Regions from separate parts of the Sus scrofa genome. Here regions 1, 2 and 4 are each linked to region 3. Evidence: chromatin contacts called from public HiChIP or PLAC-seq data. All regions are on one chromosome and are shown on one strand. The core of a region is the stretch at or near the end of the contact, and the rest is flanking DNA. Distances in the headings are between cores, read along the strand shown.

Region 1 (4,966 bases), core at 203-2,702, 820 kb after region 3:
GACTGGGGGTTATTATTGGGGTATAATTTTCCTTGAATCTTAATATTTCTGCACATCAGTTTGCAGAGATACTGACTGCCTTTTGTTCTGAACTACCTTTTCAAGGATATTTATATGCAGCCTTAAAATACAAAGATCAAGTTTGCTTACTGCCTTGGAAGATAGAGATAGCATTTCCTTGTGAAGCAAAGGGTAGACATTCTTACTGTCCAGTATAATAAAGAAAATGTCTCTCTCTCAAAAGCAAACATCAAGCATGCTGACTGCATATTATACAAGATTCAGGTTCCCTAACAAATACTGTTCTTCTCCTGTAGCAAACTGACTACATTTGCATCTATCGTCTGCCCTCTTCAAGACACCCCATGAGAACTGGGAAGTGGCCAGGAGGCTTGGGAACTGGCCCAAAAAATGCTGATTCTTTGGCTACTGCCGTTGCTGTAAGTAACACACTCTCCTTTGCCTATGACTCAGTTTCAACTCTACTGGCACCCTTGAAACCATGCAGGCTAAATGGTTAGCCTGCGAGTAGAGTAAAATCTTAGACCTTTAACATTCTTGGCAGTTATATAATGTCTTTCCATGCCTGCCCAACCCTTTTATGGTATTTATTTCTCCAAGAGTGAGATGGTTGCCATGTATCCATATAACATCTGGGCAAATCCTCTTGGGGTTCTATCCCAGAACTGTATGTCTTAATACAAGGAATGGAAGCCAAAAGTGGTCACTGGTTTCTTTGTTTCATCCTGTTACACATATTTATCTTTGGTATGCATACACTCATATATCTGGACAGCTGCAAGCAGAAGCAAACACACACATTATATTCTATGACTACTATATGCCTCTATGCTAAGCCTATACAAATGCATTTATAAACCCCACGAGATTAAGGATATAAAAATCTAACATTAGACCATCTATAAAGTTTTATTATTATTACAAGAGCTAAGGTTAGCCACCCCTGAGCTACCTGTTAGAATTTCCTCATTCCTGAAGAGAACTTTAGTTAAACATAAATCAGTGAGCACTCAGCTAAAACATTTGTTAGAGGTCAGTGAACAGAAGTTTGTTTCCTCTGTCAAAAGCTAAAAGGGACTAGGAACCATGTTTAATCTGTTGATATAAAGTATCATTGTGCCTCTATGGTTTGGTTGTATTTTCCTAACAATCCGGTTACTAAATTGTTAGATTCCAGAACTGACTCTTGACTGAGTCCACTTGGTCTAGCAATGCATATTAATTAATGAACAGGAAATGAGTTATATAAATTCCCTGGCTATCTTATTTTTCTTTTGTATTATTTATATGCTATCAAAATTTGTTCCAGTTGCTATGGATGCATAACAAATTACCCCCAAATTCAGTGGCAGGGAATGGTAATGAGTCATGCTCACTGATACTGTTGGTCAGGAATTTGGATGAGGCACAGTAGGGACAGCTGGTCTCTGCTCCGACATCTAGAGCCTCCCATGGAAGACTAGGAGCTGGAACTGTCTCAAAGCTTCTTCACTCATATCCAGTGTTTGGTGTTGGCTGTCTACTGGGAGCTGTGTCTGTTCTCTACATTACCCTCTCCACGTAAGTTAACCTGTGCTTCCTCACAGCGTGGAAGCTGAGTTCTAAGGGCAAGTGTCTTAGGAGAAGGAACAAATAGAAGCTGTATCTTTTTATGACCTAGTCTTAGAAGTCACATAGCATCGCTTCTGCCACATCCATTGATTAGAGAAGTCGAGTCTGCCCAGATTCAAACAGAGAATGTAGACCTCAAATTTCAGTGGGAGGATATCAGTCACAATTTAAGAAATGCATGTGGGATTGGGATATGTATATTGGTGTGGCCATCTTTGGAAAATACAATCTGCCACAGTATGTATTTGTGGTGATTCTCACAATAATCCTACAAAACAGATGCTTTCATATTCTTCATCTTATAGAGAGAAAATGGATTTTAGGCAAGTTAAACAACCTGGCAAGATAACAACCACTGGTGAACGAGTGCCCACCCTAACACACGTAATGCCTCACACTTGATCATAAGAACAACCATCAGTAAACTTATTCATATTTAAGTTTTGCTTAAACAAAGAATTCCTCCTCCCATAACCAGAGATGATGTTGATCTCTACCTAGAACTGCTGTTTTTCAGGATCTATTAACTCTTCTAGTTGATTTGGCCATTATTTCCCAAGTTCAAATGTGTAACATCTGGCACATGACCTGACTTTTTAAGGTTCTTATTTCAGCTGCCTCTGAGATTGTACTGTCAGAGGAGCGTAATGAGCTTGTACAGCATAGTGGAAACACAAATATGCTTTGGAGGCATATAAACATGGGTTTAAATCCTGGCATTAACACTTCTTGTTTTAATACAGTAAACACATTACTTAACTGCTAAGCCTCAGTTTCTTAACTACTGAAATGGAGATAACAGTATGCTTCTAGAACCTGGTACAGAAAGGGCATATTAATAGAAATACACACAGTATCACTTACACTTGACTCCATATTTTTATGCAGCATCCTAGGAACTTTGATCTAATTAGATGTTTTTAAGTGGTGTTGCATGAGCTCTTACAAATGTGTCATCATAGATGCCCACAGCTTCCTCTTCCAATACAGACACCACCATCACCATCACCACCACCCCTACAGATGAGCTCTAGAAATCACCTGAGGGCAGTGCTTCATCACTACTTTGGTTATAGGTGCTTCTAATGAGACAGTAGCAACAATCCTTCGAGATGTCTTAGAGGAAGAATATTCAAGTCTGTCACTGGGTGGAATGCCCCCTCTACCGTTCCACTTGGGTTACATAGGAAAACAGTGTATTCTGCATTTGCTAGTAATTTCTTTCCCCAGGGGGACTGTACCATCAGTCTTTGGAGCTAGGGTAGAACAGACATGCTTCTGTCCATGACCATAACCATCCTTCCTCCCTCACCCAAACATTTCTTCCTCTTTCTTCACAAAAATCAAAAACACACACAACTTACACAAGTCCCTTCTGCTCAGATCTGCCCATGTTACAGACTCCCCCGACCTGTGACATTCATGCTACCCTTTACACGCTCATCTCTTCTGCACTTCCTCCTCTGATTTTATATCCCAGCCTCTCATCTCTTGCCTTTCTGCTTGTCCTTTGCATTTGTAAATCACAAATCACAGTACATCCAGGTGGGGGTCAGCTTCAGTTAGCTGCTTTCTATGAGAGGAGCTGTTGGCCTGGTTAGCCCATACTGTGTACCCAAATTTTATTATTTAGATCCTCCCAGTGAAGTAAACAGATGTAACATTACCAGGAGGGGCCTTTGCAGACTTTAAAAAATTAAATAAAAAAGAATTCATTGAGAATGACTCAAAACCCATTGTGGAAAAAGAACCATAAACAATTCACATGCGAATAACTCAAGCTGAATGTTATTTGCAGTTTACTCTAAATTCAATTCAATGTAGGGTTGATGATCTCTTACAATTGCTCATCATTAAGACATTTTAATAATCCTTAGCCAGATGTGGCTGAGGGGAGTATCTCTGCCATGATCCTATTTACATGATCTTCTTTCAGATCCAGCTCTTCCATTGCTGAATGCTGAGCCCCTCTGTGTCTGTGTCTCACACCATCTGGGTTGAAGTGGCCACTCTCCTGAGTCAAGACTTAATGTCAATTATTTAATGCCATCTCTCTATCTGTAATTACTCAAAGCTCACTTTTAATTCAAATTCCTCATCAGTTCCATTTTTCGGAGGCTCCTTTCCACACGGATGTTCTACAAACTGCCATCTCTGGCTGCTTGCTGCCATAAATAGCACTCAGTCTCTACATCCTGTGCCACTGCAAAGAGAAGTGTTGTATAGCCCCAGGCATTTTGGTGGGAAGAGAGCTACTTCCAGTTTGGATAGTACAAGAAAAGCTTCCCTTGTTGCCCAGATCTCTGCTACTTCCTGTGTTTCCATGGCAAACTTCCCTCCTGGATGCAGCTGCTTCAGAGGGTTGGGAAGAGAACTATTAACCATTGTGTTCCCACTATGTACATTTTATGCTTTCTATTTTCCCTGCACACTACATTTCACTTTCTGTCCTTGTTCCTTTTTAAGCATCCCTCGTTTTCATAAACACATTTTTTAAGCTCTCTCAATATGTGGGGTGCCTCACTTAATCCCAGAAAAATCTATCTTTTGGGCAGTAAAATACTGGATTCATAGCAGTGCCACTAGAAAAGCATTTTAAAAAATAATAATTCCTCCATTTTTAGAATGAGTAAACTCTTGAACCCCTAAGCAGGGCTGTTGGTCACTCCAGGAAGTCACCAGCAGCTGTAAAAACCAACGAACATAATGAGGATAGTATTTTCCTCATTTTGAATATATTTTCCCCCTGAAATTATGCTCCTTTGCAGCTTTGACATGCCAGCTTAGCCAAAAGGCTTATTGCTGCAAGGACTAAGAGACCATTGATCATCTTTGAGTCATAAATCTGATGTTTACAAGTCCACATCAAGACAACAGTCATGAAAGTCAAGCTTTGGGTAGAGAGAAAAACAAAAAAAGAAAACCACTCTAAGTTGCCCTGGCCTCATTTAACATAGTAAGGGCTGGACCTGGCCAACTGGGGGGCAGGGGGTCTCATCACCACGTGCCTGGGGTAGGAGAACTCAGGACAGTACCTAAGAAGCTGTAGATGTGACTGAGCATCATGGCTCCTCCTTGCCCCATGCCCATCCCTCCTCCCAAAACTGGGATGTTATCCTAGGATGAGGTTTATACAGGTTGAGAGGAAAACTAGAGAGGTGCTTTTGTCTCCTTTCCTATTTGGGACTCAAAGCAAGTTGCCACAGAATAGCTGTGTAAGAGGAACAGCGGTCATCCAACATGATTATGTGGGGAAGGCAGGGGATGGGGGAAGAGGGCTCAATTTAACCCTTCAGAGACTCCCTGAGCCCTCAGTATGGCATCAGAGGTGTCT
Region 2 (5,295 bases), core at 255-2,754, 850 kb after region 3:
ACAAAATAATATCATATTATGTCATGCTAAATTAATGTTTTAATCTGAAGGAAACTACACATTTGCAAATAACAACGCCTAGCTAAAAACCACCAGAAGAGTCCAACCCAAAATTGTATAAATTAAGGCTATTAATATTGAACAAACTAATATTCGTGCCACCCAAAAAAGTTTATTCTGTTGCCTTTCTGCATGTCAAAGAAAAACTCAAGTTCTAGAAGTTTCTAAAATGATTTTAGTGGTTGGGGTCATTCAGCACATACTGGGAAGTAGACATGCAGACTCTTTCCTGATAATTCCAACCTCACCATTTTTTAACTGGTCTCCCTTTTTCCAGTTTATCTTGAAGTATGTTTTTATTATCTAGGGCTTATCCTAGATCTGTATGACTTTAATCAATCATTTAGCATTACTCACCCTGTTTTCTCTGTTTCATCATCTATAAACTCTGCCTTCACGGTTGTGATGTGGCACAGAACTATGGAGCATGCCAAGACAGGCTGGCAAGACTGATGTGCCATGATCCAGGCAACAGCAATCCAAGTCTGGAGACTCTAAAAAGTCTTTCTTAGGTGGCTGCAACTACTGTGACATATGCAAGCCAACTGTAAAAGCACCAATTTACTTTTAAGAAAAATTAGTAGTGTTGTAATTACAATGTAGATCAGACCCCACTGTCAACAGTACCTTCAGTGGTGGAGTGTATGCAAATAAACACATAAGTGGAAGGGAGACAAAGCACAAGGAAACAAAAGGAGAGGATGTGTTAGTTAAGAATTCCTGGCACTTAACTCAGGGAAAAAAAAAGTCTTTTTTTTTTTTTTTTTTTTTCACATTCTTGGAGCCTTGGGGAACAAGGTAACATGCTGGGATCCTTTCTGAAGGCTTGTTTTGCTGAATCAGTACCAGTTACTTCTGAGAAGTTCCCAGAAGAGTTTCTTTCCCATTAGTTCCATTTGTATCCCCAAAGCTACAGAAGAACATCAAAACACTGGCAATTATTCCAAGGCCTGAAAGTTTCAAATAATGGATCTTGCTGCCACATCTATTCTTCTAAAACATGAATTTTATCATGTCATCCCCTGCTCAAGGACATACAGCATCTTTCTCTTGCTCTCGGATCAATCGATGTTAGTGTTACTGAACATCCCATCTGGTGCACAGCCCTCCACTTCTATAGGAATAACTGAGTATTTTTTTTATTTATTTAAAAAATGTCTGAGTACCTGTAAAGTGGCAGACGCCATGCTGGACACTGGAGGGGATGCACAGGTGAACAAGGTATGATCCACACCTTGAAGAAGCACAGTGTCCTGGTGTTGCCAAATGAGTAAACAATATTTATAACACACTGTGCTAAGACAACACTGATGATATAGGCACAAAATTTTGTGAATCCTAAGAGAAGGCATCGCAGAGAAGATAACGCACCAGCCAGGTTATTGGGGATGAGCAGGCATTTACCAGATGACAAGAAGGAAAAGGGTACCAGGCTGAGGGAACAGTGTAGGCTGTGTTGACCTAAGTCAAAGAGAAAACAATGAGAAATGTAGATTGCTATATATTATTTGGTATTTTATTAAGTGCTGGAAATTATAAACTTTAATACAACAGAGATCAAGAAAATAGCACCTGGGATAATCAATCTTTGACCATGTTATTCCACTACTTTCCCCAGATAGAACGGAGGAGGAGAAAAGAAAACACACACACACACAGATAGATCTTGGAGAGAGATCTGAGTCAAAATCACAGTTCCACTAAAAAGTGTGTTGTAGCTAAATTAGAAATGCAGAAATTTTCACAGCCTTTCCCCAGCTCACCCGTTAAAACAGATTCTAGCTTATCTTTCCTTAAGTCCAAGGAGTCTTACTCTTCAACACGAGTTATTTTAAGCTTTGGAATGCAGAGTCAGGACGGGGGCAGGGAAGAAAAAGACTAGAGGACTGCAAACTAGGTCAGGAGCTCAGAAATGAACAAGGCTCAACACCAGCGCAGGATGAGATCACAGAAAGGTATAAGTATTCTTCTTCATGGCATTCTAGAAACCCAAGAAAGAACTGTTACTATGAAACTATTTTTTGCTTGTACATTAACTTGTTGCTGTTTGCTTGTTTTGTTTTCCTTTGATTTTTAACCAACCTCTGTCTAAGACAGGGTACATGGATCATGGCTTTAGAAGAATCACATTAACTATGTTGGAATATTAGCTATTAATGAAGGGCTCTGATTTAACCTCTTCACTTTCCTTATCTGTAAATATAAACAAACATCTGAAAGATTTTATGAAGATTAAATGAATAATTAATATAAAATTCTGGTAATCAAAGAGAAACTTTCTCTTCTACTCCCATGTGTGCTCTTTCATTCAATTGTTTATTCGTTTAATTCATATAGTTTGATCACCTGCTACTGACATACTCTACTAAATATTTTATCCAATAAATCCAACCCATCTTAAATGCTCATCCTGTTTTAGTTTACCCACTATTGTTTTTTCCATTCCTCTTAGCTTTACCGAAATATAATTGACACAATATTGTATAAGTTTAAGGTCTACAATATGATTTGCTACGCGTATGTACTGTGAAACATTTACACAAAAAAGTTAACATATGCTTCACTCTCATAACTACCACTTTGATTATTGTTATGATAACATTTAAAATCTACTCTTCTAGCAACTATCAAGTACACAGTATAATAGTGTTAACTATTGTCACCATGCTACACATTGGATCCCTAGAATATATTCTTCTTATAACCAGAATTTGTAGTCCATTTCTTCCCATCTCCCTAACCCCAGCCTCTGGTAACCTCCATTCTACTCTGCTTCTATGAATTCAGCTTTTTTAGATTCCACAAACAAATGACCTTTTTCCCTCTTAAAGTAACAGCTCCACCTCCCTGACCTCAGGTGTGGACAGACATTTGACACAAGCTGGCCAATCATGATTTCTCCCCTTGGGCCAATACTGCTCCATGTGCAGGCCCATCCAGCCAGGCCAGTCAGACTGCTGCTTAAGATTTTTCAAACTAGAGCGGAGAAACAGGTTTTTTTCCCTCTACATTTAAGACTTTAAAGATGTAAGCATAAACAGCTAGCATCCTAAATCCAGTCACTCACTTAGAGAATTTTGAGAATGAAGGCAACCCACAGAGGGAAGAAAACAAAAGGAAAAAAAAAAAAAAGAGAGAGAGAGAGAGAGAAAGAATTCCTGTTCTTCCTAGGGGCTGATTATAGGAGTCAGTAAATGCAACTATTTGCTAACCTCACTTGAGGTGGTTCTTCTCTCTCAGGTGCTGGCAGAGTTCTGGCTAACCCAGCATCTTCCAAGATCTCCCTCCATTCCATGTCTCCCTACTCCAGGGAACATCCTGACTTCTCTTAGTGCCTACAGCTCTTCTGTCTAGGCTACACAACTCACCACTGACACTGTATGTCTGCCATTGTTGTGCAGTTCTCTTTTACCCAAACACAGTGCTTCTTCATGCCAAAGGCCTCATCACTGAGCACAGAGTATTTGCACAATAAATGTGTAAAAATAAACTCAAGCTATTAGGGCTAGAAGGATCTTAGAGAATCAGTTGGAAATTCTCTGAAAATTTGAAAATGTATAGTGACTTTTTTTCTATAGTAATCTCTGGGAAAAAGAAGATATTCATATAAATGTACATAGCATTTCTGCCCAAGTAATCACAGAATGGCATAATATCAAGACTGCTCACATATAAGTATGCATGTGTACAAGTACGCCCAGACATGCCTTATTATAAGGCAGTATTCATGCTCAGAGGATGCCTGAGTCCAACTGTAATTCATTGTCTCCAAAAATAAAGGACACAAGACAATTAAAACTGCATGAATTCAGCAATATATTCAGTAATACAATCAACACCTAAGAAATATATGTACCTTTTGAGCCACCACTCCTGTTTTGGGCAATTTACCCTCAGACAAGAATTGCGAAGTGCTGACAGAGATTTAGCCATGAAGATTTTGATTATAACATTGTGCAAAATTGCTAGAGATTAAAAAATACTAAATTATCTATTCATAGGGGATTGGTAAAGAAATAGCCTATTCATAAACTGGGATTCCATTTTTAAAAATCATGACAGAAAGATATTCACATTTTTAAATGAAAAACGGGTGAGTATCAAAATGGTGTGTATATAGGATGATTCCATTTTTGTATATGTGAACACATAAAGATTGCAAGAATATACACTGAAATGTTAACCATGTGTATCTATGGACTGTAGCATTAAGTGTGTGTTTGACTTTCTCTTTTTTTGCTTTATTTTGGGAGTTCTCCACCATGAAAAGAATGCATATATATATTATATATGAAGAAAACAAGAACAATTTTTTAAATATACAGGAAAATGTTTTTAGAGAACATCCAATCCAAAATCCTTATGTTAATACCATATCTTTTACATGTGGAATCTAACTTTAAAAAGATACAAAAGAACTTATTTATGAAAAACAGAAACAAACTTAAAGATTTTGAAATCAAATTTATGGTTGCCAAAGGGGAAACTGTGGGAGGAGGAGGTATAAATTAGGAAGAACCCAACTAGTACCCATGAAGATACAGGTTAGATCCCTGGCCTTGCTCAATGGGTTAAGGATCCGGCATTGCTGTGTGCTGTGGTGTAAGTTGCAGACAGGGCTCAGATCTGGTGTTGCTATCGCCTAGGCTGGCAGCTGTACCTCCAAATCAACCTTTATCCCAGGAACTTCCATATGCTGCTGGTATGGCCCCTAAAAAAAAAAAAAAAAAAAAAAAAAAAAAAAAAAAAAAATTAGGAGGATGGGATTAACACATGCACACTGCTATATATATATATATGTAAAGTAGATAACTAACAAGAACCTACTTTATGGCACAGGGAGGTCTACTCAATATTCTGTAATAACCTATATGTGAAAAAAGAATGGATATATGTATATACATAACTGTTTCGCCTTGCTGTAACACCTGATACTAATACAACATTGTAAGTCAACTATACTCCAATGTAATTTTTTTGTAAAAAAATCCTCATGTGTGGGAGAGGGAACAGAAAAGGCCCAGAGAAGTTAAGCAGCTTGCCCAACGTCCTACATTTAGAAAAATTAGCACCCCACACCCAGATAGAATTCTTTCCACCAGACCAGGCAACCACACTATGGGGATTGTGTTTGAAAATTCCAGCTGACTTCATTTAACTCTGCATTTGGAAACAATCATCCTAACACAAATGCACTTAAGTGTGGGAGTGGCAACAAACAAACCTACCTTCAAC
Region 3 (4,877 bases), core at 1,204-3,703:
ACAGCAACGCCAGATCTGAGTGAGCCACGTCTGTGACCTACACCACAGCTCACGGCAACGCTGGATCCTTAACCCACTGAGCCAAGCCAGGGATTGAACCCACAACCTCATGGTTCCTAGTCAAATTCGTTTCCACTGTGCCACGACGGGAACTCCACCAATGACCTTCTAAGTGACCATTCCAATTGATGGTTTTCAATTCTTGCCTTATGGACTTTTCTCCTGTATTTCATGCTGTACATTATATCCTACCTCTTGAACTTTCTAATTATTTTTCTTTGGTGACACTTTATTCACCTTGTTCTCCTGTACTCCTCTGGCCTTTGTAGACTGCTCTTCATTCACTGAACACTTACCTACTAGGATCCCCAAGTCCCATATGTGAAAGTCTTCAGTGGTTCTCCATCACCATTAGGTAAAATCAGGCCCCTTAGCTTGGCACAGCAGACTTCTCATAATCTGATGCCTAAAATGATACCTCGATCATACATTAAAAATTCATACCTCGTAAATGTTCACAAAATGAAAATATGTAACAATAAGTGAATACAGTTCTTAAAATTTTTAGAGTTCTGATCTACCTTAGTGTTTACATGTGTTTATTCAAACGTGGACCATATATTCCAATTTTTGCTTGGGCAAATTAAGCCTCTGAATATTTGGGTGATATAATGTAATAAGATATTGCTATGGTGAATCATGCCAATCTACTTACTTTAATACAGTAGGACTCTCTTATTTTAGCATTGGGCCTTCTTGGGAAACTTACCTCCTACAATAATATATGGCTGTGGTTTGAGTATGGAATCCATTTTTGTCATCGTTATGATATTCTAAGTACTCTAGGTCTCATCTACTCTTCCTTCTTCAAAAGTAAAAACTAATTATATTGCAGTTTTTGAGACATATTTGGTTGAGCCAAGAAGATGGTTATTTTGTTTGTTTCATGCATTGTTCAGTCTATATCACAACTCAACTCTGCAAAAACTATCATTGAAAATATATTAAAAAAATTAGAGTGGCTGTGTTCCAATAAAACTTTATGAATACCAAAATTTGAATTTCATATCATTTTCTTGTCACAAAATATTATTCCTCTTATTTTTTTCTACCATATAAGGAAGTGAAAAAAAGATGCCCTGTCTCCTAAGCTGTACAAAAATAGGCTGTGGACAAGTGGGTGTTGGAATCAAGTGGTCTGGAATCAGACCTGGATTCTGTAATAAATGCTAGGATTTTGAAAAAGCCGTTTAACCTTTCTGAGTTTCTTTCCTTGACTTTAAAGTGGAGCTGATAATATCTATCACACAATATTTTGGTGAGAATTGAAAGATAGTACATGAGGATATGTAGACATGAAATATCTGAAATAATTGAAAACCCACATCTTAGTTATTTTTGTCCTGCCTCAAATGGTGATCTCTGATGGAGAGAATAAAAGCCCCCCCCCTTTAGTGTCAATAACAATAGGCTTTTTAAATATAATTAAACCCTTGTTTTTCTTAACCTTCACTGGGTTTTGCTCTTTTGGGTGTCCCTCAGCATTTACACGTTAGATCATATTTACCTCTGTTCATATGTTTCATCTTGTAGCATTCTCCTGTTTCTTTGAAAATGACTTATTGAATGATTTATGGGATGGAGGAAAACAAGTTACTGGGAAACTTTACAACTTTGTTTTTTTTTTTAAGTTTTATTAAAGTATAGTTAATTTACAAGGTCGTAATAATTTCTGCTGTACAACACAGTGATCCAGTCACTTTGTTTTGGTTTAGAGTAGAGGAATGGTCCATGATAATTTTCTCTGTCTACTTTGCAGGGTTTTATTTCACATTTTAAAAAGGAATTGTAGTCTTTATCACTTTTTGAAATGTTTTCTGATATTGTTAAGCTTTAAAAGTAAGTTTATAAAAGTAGTTTGAACAGCCAGTTTATGTAGAAACAGTGGGATGGCAATGCCCTGCTTTACTGTATTCACTGATTAATTTCCAGGGCTGGAAATGTGGGAGTTGCTGGCAGTGGGGGGCAGTCTTGTGGGGAAATCTGAGAACCGGGAGCCTTTCTGACATGTAGGCACCATCACCATTCAGATTATTTTCACAGAGGGTAGGCTCTATTTGGTCTTCCGTGGGGAGAAGGAGGAAGCAGCAAAACGCCAATTTCTCCTATTCCCTGTTATTTTTTATGTCATGTTTACAGCAGGAAGGGTGGATGGGACAGAGCAGCCTCTCTCCTGACGCCACGTCCCTCCATGGAGCCCCCCGCCAAGATGTACTGGCAGCTCTATGAGATGAAGATTTTATCCTGGTGTCCTGGCCAGCTTCCATCTGGCTAAAGGCATTTTATCTAAATATTTCCAGGCGCCTATCTCTGCAGTATTGAAGTGCTCAATTAGATATGGCCTAAGTCTTTGTAGCATATCAGTGTGCGCTGCTGAACAGCTGCTGCATTCCAGCAGAGGGTGAAGTCATCTCTATATATAGAGCACTGTTTGGAACAGTGGCAGATTCAAGCAGGCAAATGCACACCTGAGCTATAAGTCAGTCACCTGCCCAGAGTAACAGAAGTTTCTGGAGAAACCCTTTCTTCCTTAAGGGGCAGGTGGCATGGAGACCACAGGGTCTTTTTTGAGATTTTTTTTTTTTTTATAGCTTATAGCCACTCCTGAGGCGTTTTTTTTTGTTTTTTTTTTTTTTTGTTTTTTTTTTCTGTCATCTCCACAAATAGTGAAAATCATTGTATACAAAAGGGACTATATTTTCTTCTGTGATTTTTCTTACAACTTGAGGTTTGTTTATTGATAAGTTCATCACATATTGCCCAGTACCCTGGGCATTGTTATTTATTAAATATTATTGTTAGAGTTAAGTCATTCTGCTCTTGTTCGTTTAGTACCTGTTTTTCCTATTAGATGGTGAGCTCCTCACTCCTGGTACAGAGTACTTGAATAAATACATAAATATTGAGTGTTATGTTAATTCATAATTCCTAATGAAGTATGTTGTCTTGGTCCCCACCTAAAGGTCATATAAATTATTGCTCCTTCCAAAATGATCTGGAAAAGATGTAAAAACACAGTTCCTGAATTCTTGTGTTAGTTTTCAGAGGGCCATAGCTACCAGTGTGGGGGATGGATATCTGGCATTGGAAAGGATCTAGAAAAGTCACTTAGAGCTCTTTCTCTTATTTGGTTGAACACAGGTTGCTTTGCTTTGGAGACAAGAACAGGATGAATAGCCAATTGCACAAAAATGCCTGGGCACAGAAACAAGATGGAATTGTTGAAAGTTCCAAAGTTTCAGCCTGGCTCAACCACTAACTACCTTTACTACTCTGGGAAAGTCACAGAATTCTAATGGGCCTTAGTTCCTTCCTCTAACAGATAGTGATAATAATCCCTGTCCTCCTCCTCTCACAAGGTTGTAAGGAGGAATGTGTCTGAAAATGCTATGCAAACTATGCCACTCTTAGACATGGAAGGTACTGCCTTGTCATCCCTGCCTTATCTGCCAGCAAGGGTCAGATAGTCATGTGAACATCCCACCTCTGGCCACCTGGAAGCAACATTTCTCCCTTTAGTGACTGTAAAGGGAGCAGGGGGCAGGCAGATGAGAGATATTCTGAGGACAGTCTGCTTCCTGGTTTCTTGATATTGCAGATCCCCTGAACAGACAGCCACTGTGAATTCCTCTCAGATCTCTTCACTCTACCCATCAGGGGGTAGTGATTCCACTTCATTTCACGGAATCAGAGGCCACTGAAGGTCACATAGTGCCCAGATGAGGAACACCAGAAGAGAACATTTCATATATGGCCAAAGCTCTCCTTATCCCTCAACTTTTGTTATCAGCTGTTAAAGCCAGAGTGTGTCTATGGGAACATAAATTATTTCCTGGGGAGACAGGTGTCCATGCTATAAGAACTTGGATGCCTCAGTGATGCATTTGTGCAAAGAACTTTTTGATGCTGTGAGGCATGCAAGATGCAGACACTTGTCTAGTGTTGATTTGTGGGACCCACCTAGTTTTTCATTGTTAGTCTTTAAATAGCTAGAATGTTGTAAGCGTGCTACCAGGAATGCGAATCCATGAGCCTGGAGCAAAGAAGATATCTTGGATGAATAACTTTAAATCGGTTCTAAGATTCTGCCATGGGTCATGAAACTCTTTCTTAGTGTACAGAATAACCCAAAGTAGGTAAATGCCTTATGAGCACTAATACTTCTAAGTTCGCCAGAGGCACAGATGAGAGCATATAAGTCCTCTCTGTCCTTTAATTTTTCACTTGCCCCTTATATCCCTATTCAGCCTCTGTTGGTCTTTCAAGTCACCTAAACTGCTGGTCTGATCGTCACGTACTCATGGGCAGGAGGAGGAGGAGTTGAGCTGATTACCTGTTAACTTCAGCCTAAATGAAATGGATTTCCACATTGCTTTAAAATTCACAGTTCTCTCTTCTCACCACCACCCCCCTCACCCCCCGCGGTTTCCTTGCTTCCTCTCTAAAAAGGCAATGTGACAAATTCTTTTGCCAAGGCTTGGAAGTTGGGAACTCAGAGTTTTTATTTAATCATGGTGCTGAGTTCCTGTCTGGCCTTGAATATGCTATTTTACATTTCAAATATTCCATCTGTAAAGGCAGAATGATAATTCTTCTCCATCATGCAGGGAGTTGAGAGATGATCAATGATTTAGTGTTTTAATGAGCTTTGGAGGCACCAAATAATAACCAGTGTTATTAAATACACTCAGATCTGGTTAAGGATACTGGGGAAAGTTTGAAGCTGAAACATTGGCCAGCTGACCTGTTTTGGCATAAAATCTCCTCAGGTTTCTCTTTCTAAAGCACTCACTGAGTGATGAAGCTCTGTGTGTCTA
Region 4 (4,873 bases), core at 243-2,742, 950 kb after region 3:
ATTCACTGTTATATCTGAGAGGATGGTATTAAGAACTTCTCTTTATGAGTAAAAGCTATGCTTCCCTTGAATTGATTTTTTTTAGTCTTATGAATATTCTGAACCTTATAACAGATCATCTGTCCCACTTTGCTAAGGCCACTTAGCAACTCAGCGCCAAAGTTAACACCATTCTCCAGACACTAAACGGAGATTTTTAATATTTGCTTCTGTGTACAAATTTGACCTGTCTTTATTATGTTACTATCAAAATAATTTTCCCTTTACTGTAATTGTTGCTAGTGCTTATTTTATATTTTTCTATCTTATATAGAGAGCCTTGTGGTGCGAGATGAGTAAAGAAAGTGAATTTGGTCCTATTTGCGATTTGGAGCCTATGCTAAATTCCAGCTTAGTTGTGGGGGGGGGTGGTTCTGGAAGACAAATATGATAGATACTCTCCAGCTGTCATGTCACTCAGTGCACAGGAAGCTCTGTGGGCAGCTGACCTTCCCAGCTGATCTCAGGCCTGTGGCATTCTTAGAGGTATCGTACAATGTCTTAGAGGCAAAAAGTGCTGGGTGTGTATAGCATGTGTGACAAAACTGCTCTCTCATTCAGGGCTTTGCTTAATGAGGAGCTGTGGAAACATGGAACCCATGGGAACAGTTTAGGAATTCACCTTGTGCTCACACTGGAAATTTACTAGGGCTAACTAGCTGAGTGACCTTGAGCATGGCACTTAACCTCTCTGGGCTTCCCATGTCTTCATCTGTGAAAATAAAAGGCCATTGGACCGTTGGATTAGATAATCTCTGAAGCCTCTTCTACCAAAATAAATCTGTGATGAATTCTTTATACAAATTAAAATAATTTCAAAAATTACACCAAGCATTTTTGAAATAAATGACTATGTCTAGAGAAAAAAAAAAAGCCAGTGGACAACCCACAAATAGTGAAGCAGGCTGCAGGCTAGGTGTAAAGGTATTCTGAAACCACTATGGTAAAATACAGCTTCTTTTCTTTCCTCTCTGAGCAACAGGAGGTCACAGTTCCACTCTACAGAGGTGAAAGGTTGTATGGACAGGATGTATTAATTTGAATCGGAATTTGGCTGGAGCACCTGGACAGTTAATCCATCTCTGGGCTTCAGGAATCTGATATTACTCTAAGAACACTGTTGCAGAATTCCCAGGGCATGCTTGACATGGGAATCAGCTAGCTTGATTGGTGGGCTATGGAGAGACTCTGGTCCACCAGACATATCCCCTGGGCAGGTTCCTAACTGCCCGGGTCTGCATGAACAGGGTAAAGCATCTTTCAACTGTCATCCAGGAGGACTGTGAGCCTGCCACGATGAGTCTTTGCTGGCAGTTCAGGAACCTTGTGCTGAAAATGCATTTTATGGTGAAATAAGGGATTAGCTAATCTTTTGGGCTAACGGAGGGCCAGCTACAAATGTTTCCTGTGTTTATTGTGAAACCCTGAGATGACAGAGAAGTTCCTCATTGCTCTCTGTGAATTTCCCTTCCCCCAAGACATCCATTGGTCACACAAGCCATTATCTGAAGCAAGCTGGTCAGAGCATGATGTTGTAATTTTTCTTGGTTCATACTCCTAAATTAAATCTTCTTAGAGAAGACAAAAAAAATTTCAAATCTTGTCCAAATCATGGAGGAATTTCCTAATTTTTCATTTATTGGCTAGTCTTATTTTTTGTTAAGAAATCATTCTTTGGATTCTCAAGGGCCAAAACAAGAAGAATTAAAAAGAAAAACAGAAACAAAACACCCTAGAAACTAGGCACTTAAGCAATAAGGATTCAGACACTTGCGGTTTGATATGACTATGCCCTGACAGAGAGTTCAGGCTGTCACCCATAAATTTCACATATGCAGATGAGACCAACGATCCACTTTGATGAATAAATGTTAATATGATTTTCTTTGACTCATACTGTATGCATTTAATATTCTCTTTAGCCTTACTTATAAGAGAGGTTTTTTCTTTTTTTTTTTTTCCCCAAGGATAAAGGTGTGGAAATTTCCCAACCACACTGTTCCACTTCACATTTTCTTCTTTCTCTTATTCTATTTTCACTGCAGGTCAAGCAAATGTGTATTATTCAGCAGCCTCTGGGAACCAAGGAAAAACTAACTAGCGACTACTATAGCAAGGCTTCTATCTGTAACCACGAGGACTCTCACATTCAAACATTACAACCAGTAAAAGTCTAGACCTAAAATATCTACCCTCTTAATAGTTGTGTCTTTTTATTATTATTTAAACATGGGCTATAAGCTTTCTGACATAAAAGACTGGATGGTCTACCTTTTGAGAAGTCCAGGGGAAAAATATGAAGATTTATTTGTATTTTCTTATAATGTGCATAAAAATATTAGAAAGATACACAAGAAACTACTTATTATCTGTAAAAAAAAAAAAAAGTAAATGACTGTCTTCCAATGATCAACTGCTGATTCTGCCCAATCTCTTTATTTCTTCAATAATAAATCCATTGTCATGCATTTAAAGACTGAACCATGCCAAAACTCAGCTGAAAACACTCACTCTCCCTTCCCAATAGCATAAGTTGTTTCTCATTAGTTTCATTAATGCCATGAAAATTCTAAAACGATACTAAATGAGAATAATATTTTAAATTTTATCACACTGCCAGCTGAGAAATCTCAAAGTACAATGTTAATATACTGACATTCACCACACAGCGAAACAAACACGGTATTTCAAAACTGAGAAAGTTAAAGCCTCCTAAGAGAAGACTGTGGCCACAGCTTCCTGAGTCCTGTTTACATATCTCCTTTGTTGAATTAGATTCCTCTCAGAACTCATCTCTCACCAGAGTTCATGTTTGAGTCCACTCTGGTCTGTGTCTTTGTGAGAGCACTTCAGTGGCCAAGCCACAAAACGGCTGAGCTGGTTAAAACACAAATCAAACCAGGAATTTCTGCCCTGCAGCTGGCTTGGGATGTAACAGTTAACTGAGAGCCAAAGGTCTCTGTAGACCCTCAAGACTAAAGGTTAAGAGGCGAGGTCTGAGTAGAACTGTTTAGAAGCTGCATACCACACAGCTAGAAATAAAGACTGAGCTATTTCCTGGAGAATTTGAATTATGTGTACAGCCAATCAGAAACAATAAGTGGATTTGTGTGCAGTGATAATAATTCCTCATACTTATAGATAGATTAAGAGTTTACACAGCATTTCCTATATATTTTCTCTCATGGAGCCTCAAAACAGCTCTGTGCAGCAAAAAAGGCTATTACTCGAAATGCTGTTTTAGAGATAAGAGCTCTAAGCCTTAGGGCATGAAATAGTTTGTCCCTTTGAACCAGATATGAGTGGCAATGGTGAGATGGGACTCACACTTAGGTTTTCTGAGGATACTTTCCACTCAGGCTGCCTCAGGTCCTCAAATCCAGTCACTTAGTTAACTTAGTCAACTTCCCATTTGACAAACGTGAAAGTCCTATTAATCTAACCCTGAACTTCTACTAGGCTCTTTGCCTTGTACTGAAACACAAAAGACAAATTCCCACCATTAAGTAAGTTGTAACAATGATGAAATTCTGTGTCTCTCCCCCTCCTGCCTGTGTCCTCATTTCATCTTTTCTTCATTTGCTTTGGTAACTCAGGTTGTATAAGAAATTAGAGGAAGGTTGAAACTAGGTATATGGTGACCAAGGAGGGGAGAGTGGAATCCAGCCCCTTATTTCTAGGCTTTTGAGTGGAAGATCTGACAACAGGAGCAATTGTGTCCCTGTGTTCCATGCAGTGTCGTTTTATTTTCCTGAAAATATTTGTCCTTGCTACAAGTGGATTAGAGGTTAGAATGCAGGATTGGCAGGCAGGATTTGTGGTTTCTATTTTTAGGCTTGCCAGTTTTATCTCATGAGGGTAAGCCCTAAGCAGAGTGGTTTATTGGAGAAAGAACTTGATTGGAAGACAGCACCGGCCTTCCTGTGAATGAGAGAATCTGAGCGACATGGCTGAACATTAGCCAAAAGTAAGGGTACAGAGGACAACGTGAGATCCCTCAGTCACCGAATGTGAGGGTGATCTAAATGATGCATGATTCACCTCTGGACAGGGGGTTGTAGAAGAACTCTATCAGGCCTCAACCACAACTTTCTACTGTAGAAACAGAAACCACTCTTTTATGAGTCCTGCCCAAAGAAGAGGATAGGACCTTAATTATTGCTTTCTCAGTGTGCTTTTTTGTGCACAAACCTATAGGTTTCCACACAGTGAGTGAGTGTGTGTGTGTGTGTGTGTGTGTGTGTAAATATATAGCAGGCCAAAAGAACATGAAAGTTGTTTTGAGAAGTAGGGATGGGTGTGGTGGTGATATGTTTTCAGATGATTGCTGGCGTTTCCTTGACTTCAGATATCATAATCCAGGCTGGACCAAATAATTTAGGTAGGGAAGAGGAGGAAAAAATCTTGCGTACACTTTTTACTCTGAGAAATCTATAATTGCCTTCTAGGTTTCAAGCAACAAAATGAGCCAAGTACATTAAAAACACACTATGTCAGCCCTCTGTTGCTTCCTGACAACACACCCCCAAGACCTCTCCATGCTGCTGAGAGCACCTATGGACACCTCTGCTCAGCCCGAATCCAAAAGCCCCAGGACCTAATATTACTTTTGGCAGGAGAGACAAGTAACTTTGACCCTGGATTCTGAGTCTCAGCATCTGTAGCTTACTTTTATAGCACCAACCCACCTTCATTTGATAACTACACTTTTGCCTTCTTCTCCATTATTAATCTGATTACTTGACCTGTTAACTCTGTCCCACTGGAATGCATGCAATGCGCTCAAATGTATTTATGTACCCAGTCAAAAAATATATACACACACAGATTATGT

What was found. HiChIP or PLAC-seq counts read pairs in DNA pulled down with a chosen protein or histone mark.
Region 1: a contact with region 3 is called in an H3K27ac HiChIP or PLAC-seq map of skeletal muscle, with 8 times the contacts expected there. The contact joins two enhancer-like sites. A contact is called at or near these places in 4 of 47 Hi-C or Micro-C datasets (embryonic fibroblasts, fetal skeletal muscle, heart right ventricle and 1 more) and 2 of 2 datasets of contacts at active chromatin or transcription factors (alveolar macrophages and skeletal muscle).
Region 2: an H3K27ac HiChIP or PLAC-seq map of skeletal muscle shows a contact between it and region 3, with 8 times the contacts expected there. The contact joins two enhancer-like sites. A contact is called at or near these places in 2 of 47 Hi-C or Micro-C datasets (embryonic fibroblasts and heart right ventricle) and 2 of 2 datasets of contacts at active chromatin or transcription factors (alveolar macrophages and skeletal muscle).
Region 4: an H3K27ac HiChIP or PLAC-seq map of skeletal muscle shows a contact between it and region 3, with 6 times the contacts expected there. The contact joins two enhancer-like sites. A contact is called at or near these places in 2 of 2 datasets of contacts at active chromatin or transcription factors (alveolar macrophages and skeletal muscle).

The regions. Positions count from the first base shown.
Region 1 is chr13:115,732,802-115,737,767 of Sscrofa11.1, reverse strand. The region is part of intron 1 of LOC106505748 (a long non-coding RNA gene); the gene reads right to left. Among named protein-coding and RNA genes, the nearest start is that of TBL1XR1, 250 kb to the right of the region's middle. Within about 2 kb of position 1,452, at least 20 of the 83 cell types and tissues checked have an H3K27ac peak or open chromatin away from gene starts, as enhancers often do. A contact at or near this core is called in fetal skeletal muscle and skeletal muscle, where this site is marked.
Region 2 is chr13:115,709,105-115,714,399 of Sscrofa11.1, reverse strand. All of the region lies in intron 1 of LOC106505748 (a long non-coding RNA gene), which reads right to left. Among named protein-coding and RNA genes, the nearest start is that of TBL1XR1, 220 kb to the right of the region's middle. Within about 2 kb of position 1,504, at least 6 of the 83 cell types and tissues checked have an H3K27ac peak or open chromatin away from gene starts, as enhancers often do. A contact at or near this core is called in skeletal muscle, where this site is marked.
Region 3 is chr13:116,556,082-116,560,958 of Sscrofa11.1, reverse strand. No RefSeq gene overlaps it. Among named protein-coding and RNA genes, the nearest start is that of KCNMB2, 190 kb to the left of the region's middle. Within about 2 kb of position 2,453, at least 17 of the 83 cell types and tissues checked have an H3K27ac peak or open chromatin away from gene starts, as enhancers often do. A contact at or near this core is called in fetal skeletal muscle and skeletal muscle, where this site is marked.
Region 4 is chr13:115,602,755-115,607,627 of Sscrofa11.1, reverse strand. All of the region lies in intron 1 of LOC106505748 (a long non-coding RNA gene), which reads right to left. Among named protein-coding and RNA genes, the nearest start is that of TBL1XR1, 120 kb to the right of the region's middle. Within about 2 kb of position 1,492, at least 33 of the 83 cell types and tissues checked have an H3K27ac peak or open chromatin away from gene starts, as enhancers often do. A contact at or near this core is called in skeletal muscle, where this site is marked.